Linked DNA regions of Triticum aestivum: region 2 is linked to region 1. A link is a contact called in public Hi-C data. All regions are on one chromosome and are shown on one strand. The core of a region is the stretch at or near the end of the contact, and the rest is flanking DNA. Distances in the headings are between cores, read along the strand shown. Region 1 has its middle 350 kb from the start of LOC123137001. Region 2 has its middle 340 kb from the start of LOC123140105.

Region 1 (6,279 bases), core at 394-2,893:
AACTCGTCCCATCCAAAAAAGCCTCGGACTCTCTCCTTCCCTCCTTGTTTGCCGTCGGATCCCACACCTTCCCGTCAGGTTTCTCGCCGAAGCCCTTCACTTTAAAATCGAAAGCCACCCTTGGCCGCCCTCATCTTCGGCACACCCCGTCAGCCCCACTTCTCATACACCATGTCGTCCTCCCCTCCCCATTACCTTTCCATCGGGGTGCCGCCCGTCAGGCCACCGAGGACGAAAGCGCCACCCGTCATCGTGGCGCTGCCACACCCGCAGTCGCTTGCTACGATGTCGCTGTCCAGTACTCTGAGGCAATAGTGGTTGAATCCCTCACCAAAGATGAATCAACCATGGAGCATGCCGAGGAAGAGCACCATGACGATTTTGGTCAACGTATTCGCTCAGTCGGCATTGACGCGTACATGTCGGCTGCCTTGGGTGAAGCCGACATGTGGCTAGGAAATCGTCAGCACAGGTAGACCATGGGCTGCATGACAGGAAGAGGGATGAAGGGAACATCGTCACAACCTTCTTGATGTGTTCCTTGAGATAGGAGTAGCATCTTGATATGCTTCTTGCAAGTGATTGTGACTGCCATGGTGATGCTCTCTATGTGTTGCTTGTGTGTGGGGGTGGGGGTGCATGGAAGAGGGATCAGGGACGCTGCACTCGACAAGGTGTCAATGGGTATAGTAGGGCGACGACATCGCGTGGTCGTGTGGAGAAGAAGTTCGGGGAGGTCGCGGCTGGTGAAGCCCTACTGGTAACCATGGGACATTGATGTCCCCAGGGAGCGCGGATTTGCGGTAGGAGCTGGTTTGATGATGTCGAGCGCGAAAATTCGGTGGGGCATATATGATCCGTAGCAGGGTCGGGAAAAGACAGCAGAGTGAGGGACAAGGGAAGAGTAACAAGGACTTATAAATAGATGAGAAAATACCGACAGGACCAAAAAAGCAAGTGGACGAAGAAAAAACGATGGATGAAATAAACCATGGAAAACGAAACATTGCGTGGTTTGAGATTTTTTTTTTCTCTCGCATAACTTTGGTTGTATATGACTATACTACATTTTAAGCCAATGAAACCGGCCTGTCGAAAATATAGAGAGGCAAAAATTATGCGTGAGATGATGTGACTGCATGAACGCGTCTACGTTATGTTTTGTGTTTCTTAAACAAGCAAGGTCTAATCGAGTCACTCTGTCTCGAATCCATAAAAAATGCAGAATGCAGTTACTCAAAGTCCTCCCGGGAGCAAGTTTCACAAAAAAAAAAGGACCTCCACGAGCACAGGTTACAGAAATCTAGAAATGCCATGGCCGTGTGCCCGTAACCTGCAATCCAGTTTTGAGCATACTGCAGCGTCGGCTCGGTCCCTATCTCGCAAACTGACCCTGCCGATACGGTCCGTGAGCGGGTCAAAGTTCGTCGGGCGACGGCGGTGTCACCAGACCAACGACAGCCTTCGTGACAGCATCCTTCAACGCCTCCTCGTCGAATTCGCCAGCAGCCTACAAGATTCACAGCCAGTCAATTCCACCGGTTATTAATCTCAGACCTCGTTCATGCAACACGTGTGGGCTAGAGAGGCAAATGGAAATACATCTCGCGTTACATTGGTAGCTAATAAGAAATATTTAAAGGCAATCCTACAGTCAGGGCGGTTTTACAAAACAAATCATACACGACTCCGAACGTACAAATATGACTACAGAGATAATTTGTTCCACGCAAGAGTTAGGCCATGTCCACCATTATTCGTAACCTTTTTCACAAAAAATATATTAAAAATCGAATTTTCGTCAATTCTTGCAGTAAAACTTTTTCTATCGCATCCCTATTGGTCAATTCTTGCAGTAAAATCTTAAGGGCAGCGAGATTGGACAGGGCGGTTTGTGCGGACGGTATTAGCAGGTATTCTGGCCAAGCAAAGCATTGTTTCCGGCCAAGGTCACTCATGGCGATTGAAACGACTCGGTTATCGTTGTCTTTCCATATTTTCTTGTGGTGGGGAACAAATTTAGATCATGAAAGGGATATGTATTTCGAGACATATTAATGGCGGATGAAGCTTCTCTGAAACTGAAAGGAACAGGGCGAGAAGGGACTCGGACTGGAAGAGAAAAAAAGGACGGGAGTTGGCCGTGACGTCACCCGGGAAGGCGGTCAAGTTTTCGCCTGCACGTCGCCATCGGCGAAATACTCAGGAGCTACTACTCCGTTTGACTTTGACCTGGCTCTGAACCCACCAGATCTCACGTGTACGGCCTACTCCTAACCGCGGCAATTTTTATGTATAAAAACAAAAATTATCGTGACGTACGTACGGCGCGTACCGTTGCACGGAGTGTCAAGCTCGCCTGAGCAATGCCGCCGTCGCCGGTGCCCTGCGGCTGCCTGGCGTCGACGGCGACCACCGAGAAACGGTGGCCGGCCGTGTCCTTGAGCAGCGCCAGCACGCGGGCCACTAGATCGGACAGGTCGCCTGCCGCCGCCACCCTTATGGTCACCTCACGGCACTGCCCCGTCGAGAACGACGATGACGATGTTGACGCGCCGGCGCTGCCAGTGGCCACCTCCACTTGTACCCTCTTTGACGTGCCGCCTGCTTGAAGGGTTGCTTCGTCTGGTCTATCCCTGGAGTTGCCGTTGGTGACGCGTTGGTGTTGCTGGATCTGCGCCGCCGTCTCGAGGCTTCGGTTCCTGGCTTCCAGCTCCGAAATCTGGGCTATCAGAATGTTCATGTAGTCCAGAGTGTTGGCGAGGACGGTAGCTTTGTCTTTCTGTAGCAAGAAAAATGTACGAAGTATATTAAACGTAAATAGAAAGAAAAGAAAATTAATGAGTCAAATGCGCAATGTGCCAATTAACTATGCAAAAGCATCATCTAAAAAAAATGCAAAAGCATATATTAATTCATGATGAATATGTGCAATCTATGTCATCGCACGTACCTTCGATCCGGGAGGAAGCAGCCCTCTCAGCGCCTCAAAGCTCTCGTTGAGCCTCTCCCGCCGCCTCCGCTCCGATATCATATGGTGCAGCTGGCTGCTCGTCGGGGCTGGGGGCGCGGCCTCCTCGTCTTCCTCCCGCCACCGCTGCATCGTCGTCCCCGTGGTGCGCTCCTGGCCGTTGTTGTTCAGCGTGTTCATCCTTCTCAGGATAGAGATGCCCATCTTGATCATCCGCTGCCCAGGCGCGTCCGACGCCCGCCGCGGCGCCCTTGGCGCCAGCGCCGCGTTGTACGGCCGGAACGCCGTCGTCGTCGAGCCACGGCGCGGCGACCGATGCGCGCGACGGTAGCCTAGCGGAGGCGTGGACGTGGTAGGCATAGCCGACGAGGAGGAGGAGGAGGCGGAGATGACCGCGAGCATGGCCTGCGCCATCGCGACGTCGTCGGCCTCGGGGCTCGGGAAGTGGACGTGGCCGTGGACATGGGCAGGGCCGTGCCGGCTAAATGGCACGGGATGCGGCGGACGGGGCGGGTGAGGAAGAGGTGCCGCCGTTAGGTCCCGGGGAGACGTCGTGGTGGACGACGACATGGCCATCGTGCGCAGCAGCGACGTCGAGCCGTCTGCCGGGCTGTCCACGGAGATGGACGGCAGAGAGGAGGAGGAGGACGACGGCCGCGTCGGCGGGAGCTGGAGCAGTTCCTCAAGCAGCGACTGCTGGAAAAAATCCTCCGAGAATATCTGACCAAGGCCTGCCTGAAGGTTCATCTGTCCCGCCGGCGTTGACATGCCGACCTCGATCTCGCCGCTTTCGCATCCCATGAAGGCCGCCACCTGCCGCGCGCATAAGCACTGCTCAGCGTCGTTCAAATGCATGCATGTGACACTGAAGCGAGATTAATTAGAGAATCAGGCAAACCTTAATGCCAGCTTCCTGGTAGAACTGCAGCTGCACCGGCGACGACGCCGAGGCCGCCAGTTCGTGCTCCGACAGCTCCATGTACGCCCGGCCGTCCTCGTAAGCCCACCCTGGCACGCACCCGCTTACGGCCGCGCAGAGCGAACCCCGGTATGCGTCGAACAGAGCGCGCTCGCGGTCGACGTCACCGCTGCCGCCATCGCGGAGCCATGCGTCCAGGCACAACAGCTGGCGGCGAGCTCTGCTCATGGTTGCATTGCGTGCATTCAGGCGTTGCATGTAAGAGACGACCCATCCGAAGCAGCAAGTAACTAATTGAAATCGAGGACGCACATGCTTAATTACCTGTTGGCGGCGGTGAAAGGAGGAGTAGGACGGTGGCCGCCGGCCGGGATCGGCGCCCAGACGCAGAGGTAGGCGCAGGCGGGGACGCGCGACGCCGCTTGTTGGAGGATGCGCAGCCGGGATTCCTGGCCAAGCACGAAGAGAGTGTCCATCATATTCCCGAAGCGGCACGTCTAGAGATCGCCACCGCGGTGTCCTCCATTGCCTCCCGACGTCGATGATCGATGATGGTTCGTTGTCGCTGCCGTCGTAGACGTCTGATCCATGGGTATTATATATACGATGGAATCGGTCGGGGGTGGCGATGCAAATGTGTATGCATGCATGTGTGGACGTGAGTGGAGGGAAAAGTATTAGAGTAGCAGTACCAGCTAGTAGTAGTAGTATAGTGCGGTTGGGGAGGGAGCTGGTTTGGCTCCGAGAGAATGGATGGAGACATGGGGCGGGGGGTTGAAAAGTATGAAGATGCTGGAAAGTCGTTCAAAGGTGGTGATGGGCTTCAAAGAGGGTCAAACTAGGGTGGCAACGAGGGACGGGGTTGCTGGATGGTTGATCTGTTCAGCTTCTCAGCTCATCTCACCCTTGGCTTCTCCCACCCCTAGTTAGTTTCCATTAAACACCCTATTAAAATATGTGACAATGACAGACGGCCCCCGCTGACCCTGCATGTCAGTGTCGGTGGCTGAATCTGCCGTGTGTAATAAAAGTAATTTACTGTTTAATTCGAATTAAATAAATTCCAGGATTTTCAAAAATTGAATAAAACTTAGTAAATTAATGGAAAATAATCCGTAAGTCAGATGAAAAAGTTTTCTACATGTATAACTAACAGAAAAACGATACGAATCCCAATACACTCTAGCATAGAGAACATGTAACCGCCCCCCTCCGTTACATCTGTCCGAAAAATGCATACTTCGGGAAAACATTACCGGATGTTCTCCCCCTTCGCCAGTATCGTCTAGCACTATGATAGATTGATGACCCATAAGTATAGGGGATCTATCTTAGTCCTTTCGATAAGTAGGAGTGTCGAACCCAACGAGAAGTAGAAGGAAATGGCAAGCGGTTTTTAGCAAGGTATTCTTTGCAAGCATTGAAATTATCGATAACAAATAGTTGTGTGATAAGATAATTCGTAACGGGTAACAAGTAACAAGTGTAACTAAGATGCAGCAAGGTGGCAATCCTTTTTATAGCAAAGTACAAGACTGGACAAACTCTTATATAAAGCAAAGCGCTTCCGAGGACACATGAGAATTATCGTCAAGTTAGTTTTCATCATGCTCATATGAACGCGTTCGTTGCTTTGAAAATTTGATATATGGGTGGACTGGTGCTTGGGTGATGTCCTTACTTGGACAAGCCTCCCACTTATGATTAACCACTCTCGCAAGCATCCACAACTACGAAAGAAGAATTAAGATTAATCTAACCATAACATGAAACATGTAGATCCAATCAGCCCCTTACGAAGCAACGCATAAACTAGGGTTTAAACTTCTGTCACTCTAGCAACCCATCATCTACTTATTACTTCCCAATGCCTTGCCCTAGGCCCAAATCATGGTGAAGTGTCATGTAGTCGACGTTCACATAACACCACTAGAGGAAAGACAACATACATCTCATCAAAATATCGAACGAATACCAAATTCACATGATTACTTATAACAAGACTTCTCCCGTGTCCTCAGGAACAAACGTAACTACTCACAAAGCATATTCATGTTCGTAATTAGAGGGGTATTAAATAGCATTAAGGATCTGAACATATGATCTTCCTCCGAATAAACCAACTAGTATCAACTACAAAGAGTAATCAACACTACTAGCAACCCACATGTACCAATCTGAGGTTTTGAGACAAAGATCGGACACAAGAGATGAACTAGGGTTTGAGAGGAGATGGTGGTGGTGAAGATGTTGATGGAGATTGACCCCCTCTCGATGAGAGGATCGTTGGTGATGACGATGGCTTTCGATTTCCCCCTCCGGGAGGGAAGTTTCCCCGGCAAAACAGCTCCGCCGAAGCCCTAGATTGCTTCTGCCCAGGTTTCGCCTC
Region 2 (6,240 bases), core at 456-2,955, 130 kb after region 1:
ATATCAGTGCACATTTTAACATTTTCAAATGCTTGATTAATTTTTTTCGAATATAAGGTTAATAGTTATTTAATAAATGGACACCATTTTTCTATATACATTTAACATATTTCAATTGCTTGATTAACATTTTTCCAATGCTCGCTTACTATTTTTTTCAAATGCTTAATTAATATTTTATAAATACATGGTCAACTTTTTTACACACATTGTATATTCTTTTTATACATGAGAAATATTCTATTTATAAACATTTAACATTTTTTAAATACTTGATCAATATTTTCAAAAAAAATTTGACTATTTTTAACACATGTTCAACATTTTTTCTATACACTCAATATTTTTAAAATGTGTGTTTAACATTTTTCTTATATGCTTGATTAACATGTTTTCAATACATGAGCAACTTTTTACACACATATTTTATACATTTTTCCTATACATGGGAAACATTTCCTTTATACACATTTAACCTTTTTCTAATGTTTGGTTAACATTCTTTTAAAAACAATTATGTGAAAATGTTGTTTATTAAGAATATTTGAAAGTATAAACAAAAGTAAATAATGAAAACCAAAGACGTTAAAACAAACAAAAAATGAGGGCGTGGCATCCCGCGCGCCTGGCCCAGCCCATTTACTGTGGAGCTTGACGCGAGAGCACTCTAGGTCTCGGCGAACTCTATTTGACGCCCGAGAGCTCCTAACCGGCGCCTTCAGCGCCGGTTTCGAGCTGTGGCGCTCGAAGTGCCACGATACTGGGCCGGCCCAGGTGGGGCTCGATCGATCACAACAAAAACACGTCGCAAAAAAAAAACGTGAAGAAAAAGCGAGCAAGCCGTGTTTCGAACACAGGATCGCATGTCTGTTGTGCACTAACGCAAGTACCACTACACCATACACGTTGTGTTGTTCTACAACTAGGATAAAATGGTACTTAAACATTCCTTTTGTGAAACATTTAACGTAAAAAATCAGAAAATTAGTTGAAAACTTCATTGATTTTGAAATTCAAGTTCATCGATTTTGAAAACTAGTTCATAAATTTTAAAATAAGTTCATTGGTTTTAAAAAAAGTTCATCGATTTTGAAAAAAAGTTCATCAAATTTGAAAACAGTTTGTCGATTTAAAGAAAAAGTTCATTGAATTCGAAAAAAGTTCATCAATTTTTTTAAAAGTTCACAGAAAATGAAAAAAGTTCATCGATTTTGAAAAAAAGTTCATCAATTTTGGAAAAAGTTCATCGATTTAAAAAAATGTTCATTGAATTTAAAAAAAGTTCATCAAGTTGGAAGAAAAGTTCATCGATTGTGATAAAAGTTCATTGAATTTGGAAAAAGTTCATCGAGTTTGATAAAAGTTCACGCATTTAAGGAAATAAAAAAAGAAAGGGAAATGAGAAAAGAAAAGTGAAAAAGGAAAAAGGAAAAAAAGCCAAGAAATTGACCAGCAAACGACCTAGAGAAAGAATAAAAAGAAGAAAGGAAGTCTGTAAGCACAAGTGCGTCGTTATCCTAGTGGTGAGTGCGTTGATCTGTGAATTGATCGATCCCATGTTCGATACATTGCTTGTGCACATTATTTTTTGCTGTAGTTTCAACAGGACAAAAAAAAGAAACATGGGCCGGCCCAGGGCGGTGCATGGGTGTGCGCTTTGTACCGTTAAGCCTATTTCGGGCGCATAGGGCGCCGAATAGGAACCAGCTTGACGCCCATGTGCGTCAAAATGCTGTAGCTTCACTGAAGCGCACACTGGTGGCCTTCCAGTTCACGGCAGAGCGTGCTGGCCGTTTGCTGCTTTGGTTTTTCTTTCGCTTTCTTCTGTTGCTTTTTTGTTTTTTATATATTTATTTATATTTTCATGTCTCAAAAAAATTATTCGTATTTTCTGTTTTTGCTTTCTAGTTCTTTTGCGTCATTTTTGTTATATTCTTGCTAATGTTATCTTTCTTTTTTACATTAAGGAAATATTTCATCGTGCATTTTTTATTCATACTTTAATACGATGAACAATCTGTGTTTTTTCTGTTTATTTTTAGCTTTCTTCCTTTCTTGTGTATTATACAAGAGTTCATTGCGTATTAAAAAATGTTCACCGCGTATTAAGAAAAAGTTTGTTGTGTACTTAAAATTTTTTAGCACACATAAAAAAATGTTCAATTTATATTTTCAAACTGTTCAGGGTATATCACAAAAATCTTAAATATATAGTTTCGAAATTTTCAGTATATATCACAAAAAAGGTTCAACGTGTATTGGAGAAATGTTTACCGTATATTACACATTGTTCGGGAATTCGGTAACTGGTAACTGCTCGGTCGACTACTGATTAGTGATTAATCGGTTAATCGGTCATTTAACTGAATTAATCGGTCGGTCATTAATCGGTTGCACATGAGAATATATTGGCAACATGTAACTAGTTTTTCACGTATTGTACCACATAATCCAATGCTCACAGCTACGTATTATACATTTATACTAAAATATAATGTCGTAGGCCATACATGTGACAACAAGCATTCATACCGTAGACCCCTGCAAATTTTGTTGCCAAAGATTAAAACCTCGAGACTTATAGCAGAGATTAAAACCTTGAGAGCCAAACTAGATGGAAATCATAGAAGAGATTAAAACCTTGAGATGAATCTTATTCTTAGCAGAACTGTACCTTGTTGGTTGGTGAAGCCATGGGGGCCTGGTTCGAGGGGTCACCGGCGCTGCTGCCTGGCCTAGGTCGTTGGCACCGCTTCCTGGGCTAGGTCGTTGTTGCTGCCTGTCCTATGCCGCCGCCGCTGCAGCCTGCAGGTAGGGGCTGGAGGAGAGATGGGGAGAAGAGGATGGGAGGGGATGGGGTCAGAGAAGGAGGCTAGGGCCGGCGACGGGAGTAGGGAGATCGCCGGCGGTGGCTAGGGCCGACGAGGAGAAGCCATGCTCATGAGGAGTCAGGAGAGGAAGGGGCGCGGGCGCTACGATTTGGGAGAGGGAGGGTGCAGCGCCAGAGGTTACGGGGCTAGCCAAATAATGGCCTGGATTGCCGCTTCGCTTGCCCCCCTTTTTTTATTTGGATGCCGCTTCACTTACCTGAACCATCACCGTTTAATCGGTTTGACAATCAGTTAATCATCTGATAACCGATTAAATGCCAGTTAATCGGCTTGACCATTTGATGAACCGAGTATGTGCTATTCGCCTCAGTTAGGCACTGAGTAGCGATTAAATGGGCATTTAAATGGTAACTCGGCCGAGTTCTTGAACAATGATATTACAAAAATGTCCAACATATATTAAAAATGTCCAATGGTTGAATTTTTATTTTTGGATCTATCACTACATATAGTTCTTAAGTATCCATGCACCCTATTGATCGCAATCATGCGACAGTTCAAGTGGTATGGAACGCTAACTCTTGATCATATGGTTTGGAGTTCGATTCCTCCATACAACACTTGATTTTGGGATTTGTAGTACTTTGCTCGTTGTGATGCCAGGAAATGGACCGGCCCATTCAATCGCGCCTTGCGCAAATGCTCGTCTTCTTGACGAACACGAACGTCAGCTAGGGGCTCTCCTAGGACTCATTATTTGCAATGAGACCTCCTTGGCGCCTTAGGTATCGCTATAATCCACAAAAAAAGTCTCGTTATAAGCAATGATACCTTTTCCTTGTGTCTTATGCGCCAGCGAGTGGCACGAGCTGTCACGTGCATGCCTCATGGGCCGGCCCATTATGGAGCCAACGCTTGATGGAGTTGACCAAGCGTGCTGGAGTTAACCGCTGATTGCTGGGCAACGGTTTCCCCAGGTTCTCTGGCCACGGTTGAAAGGTCAATCATTGAACAGTTGACCCTTGACTTTTCAGAAAAGTGTGTATTTTCTTTAAATCGGGAACTAAAAATAGTCCACAAAATAATTAAATTTTACGAATTTCAAAAAGTGCACAAAATGAAAAAAGTTCATTCAATTTTGAAAAAAAGTTCATTGATTTTCAAAAAGAGTTGCGATTTTTAAGAAAGTTCGTCGATATTCTAAAAGCTATCATCAATTTTGAGAAAAGTTCATTCAATTTTGAAAAAATGTTCATGAATTTTGAAAAAATCTATTTTGATTTTTAAAGAACTTCATTCAATTTTGCAAAATAAGATCACCAAACTTCATAAAAATCGACCTACTTCAAAAAAGTTCACGCATTTAGCAAAATAAAAAGAAAATAGAAATAGAAAAATAAATGGAATAAATTGAATAAAAATCTTCCAATAAAAAGAAAAAAGGAACAAAAAACTATAAAAAAGGAAGTGAGAAGAAAAGAAGGAAAAATATGTACTTAAGCACATCACGTATAGTTGGTGTGGTGGTTAGCACAACATACGTAGGACCAGGCGGTCGGCCGGTTTGAAACACACTGGGCGCGTAGTTTTTTGATGTTAAAACAGAAGAAGAAAGAAGAAAGATGGGCAGGCCTAGCAGGGAAGTGAGGGTGTGCGCCTGTTTGAAGAACACTATGTAACGGCGCTTAAAGGGTGAATCCTATTAGGAGCTTTGCGCTTAAGCGCCCATTTGCGAACCGGTGCCTGAAGGGCGCGGCTACTTGGGCTTGGCCCGTTTCCTTCTCTTTCTGCTTGTCTAAAACACAAAAATGCAGGAGCGGCCGACGGTATTCGAACCGGTGACCTCCCGGTTGTTCTTCACTGCTCTAACCTCCCAACCGGCGTCGCCTTATGTGCACAATTATATCTTCTTTACTCTTTTCTTCGTACCTCTTTTTCTTTTTCCCTTTTTTGTTTTTCTTTTGGTTTGGTTTTCTATTCTTTTACTTTTTTTGTTTTTCTAAATTGAACGATTTTTTTTCAAAAATGATGAACCATTTTTCAAAATTGATGAACTTTTCTCCAAATTGATGCACTTTCTTTCCAGTTCGATGAACTTTTTAAAAATCAATGAACCTTTTCAAATTCGATGAGTTTTTTTTCAAAAATTTGATGAACTTTTTCAAAATTGATAAAAAAATTATATTCGATGCACTTTAAAAAGAGGGATGAACTCCTTTCAAATTTGATGAACTTTTTTAAAATCGATGAACCTTTTTTCAAATTCAATGAACTTTTTTTAATTTGATGAACTTTTTTTAAAACCAATGAACTATTTTTTCAAATTCATAAACGTTTTTTGAAATTTGATGAACTCTTTTTCATAAAAAAAGTTGTTTATAAATAATTTGAAAATCTAATAAATAGCACGGATACAATGGTTCTTAAACCTTTCGCATTCTTCCCAGTCACTTGTGGTTACCAGCTGTAGTGGTTAGCAGAACACTTTGTCTGTTATAGCGGCACGGCGCAATATTGAGTCCCCGTACCTGCACTTTTTTCTGTGATTTTTTCACGAGCCAATTTTACTTCCTCTGCGCATTGTGGGCCGGCCCATGAGGTGGGGCGCGTGGACGCCAGGCGCCTGTTCAGGCGCTTAAGGCACCGAACAAGAGGTCCCTGCTTAAGGCACCAAATAGGATTCGGCATAAGAAAGACATAAGGCTCCCTGGTAAGCGGCGAATGAGCCACCACGCCCTTTTTGGCTGGCCCATGTGTGGCATCGTACGTCTCCTGTTTTTTCCTTTTGTTATTTATTTTTTTGTCGTTCTTTTCGATTTTTTTCTTCCTTCATACAATTCGGGATTTCAGAAGTTCTAAATTCCAGAAAAATACTGAATTTCGAAAAACATTGTTGGAGAAATAATAAAATGTTCGTGAATTCAAAAAATGTTCATAATCTTGCAAACAAATTCACAAAAGTAAAACTTTTTGCTAATTTCAAAAACATGTTCATAAATTAGAAAATGTTCTAGATTACTTTAGAAAAATCACAAAACTAAAAAAATATTTGCCAATTTCAAACATTGTTCCCATATTTTTTTTAAAAAATCATGAATTAAATTTATTTTCACAAAACAAAATAAAATCATGAACCTTCTAAAAAAGTGTATGTCAATTCAAAAAATGTCCACTGATTCAAAAATATGTTCATGAGTTTGAAAAAATCATAAATTTGTAAAAAGTATTCAAGAATTTGATAAATGTTCATCATTTCAAAAAATATTCACCATTTAATACAATCAATTCCAAAAATATGTCCACATATTTGGAAAATGTTCAGGATTTTGAAAAATATTGAGAAAATTCAAGGATGTTCACAAAATAAAAAATGAAAGTAAGGAATGAAGTAAAAATAAAAAGAAAAAAC

What was found. A called contact is a pair of places that touch in the nucleus more often than the background predicts.
Region 2: a contact with region 1 is called in a Hi-C map of leaf, with 4 times the contacts expected there. The contact joins two enhancer-like sites. A contact is called at or near these places in 3 of 5 Hi-C or Micro-C datasets (all in leaf).

Annotation. Positions count from the first base shown.
Region 1 is chr6B:297,211,073-297,217,351 of IWGSC CS RefSeq v2.1, forward strand. It overlaps the pseudogene LOC123139178. Among protein-coding and RNA genes, the nearest start is that of LOC123137001, 350 kb to the left of the region's middle. Within about 2 kb of position 1,644, at least 1 of the 8 cell types and tissues checked has an H3K27ac peak or open chromatin away from gene starts, as enhancers often do. A contact at or near this core is called in leaf, where this site is marked.
Region 2 is chr6B:297,339,781-297,346,020 of IWGSC CS RefSeq v2.1, forward strand. No RefSeq gene overlaps it. Among protein-coding and RNA genes, the nearest start is that of LOC123140105, 340 kb to the right of the region's middle. Within about 2 kb of position 1,706, at least 2 of the 8 cell types and tissues checked have an H3K27ac peak or open chromatin away from gene starts, as enhancers often do. A contact at or near this core is called in leaf, where this site is marked.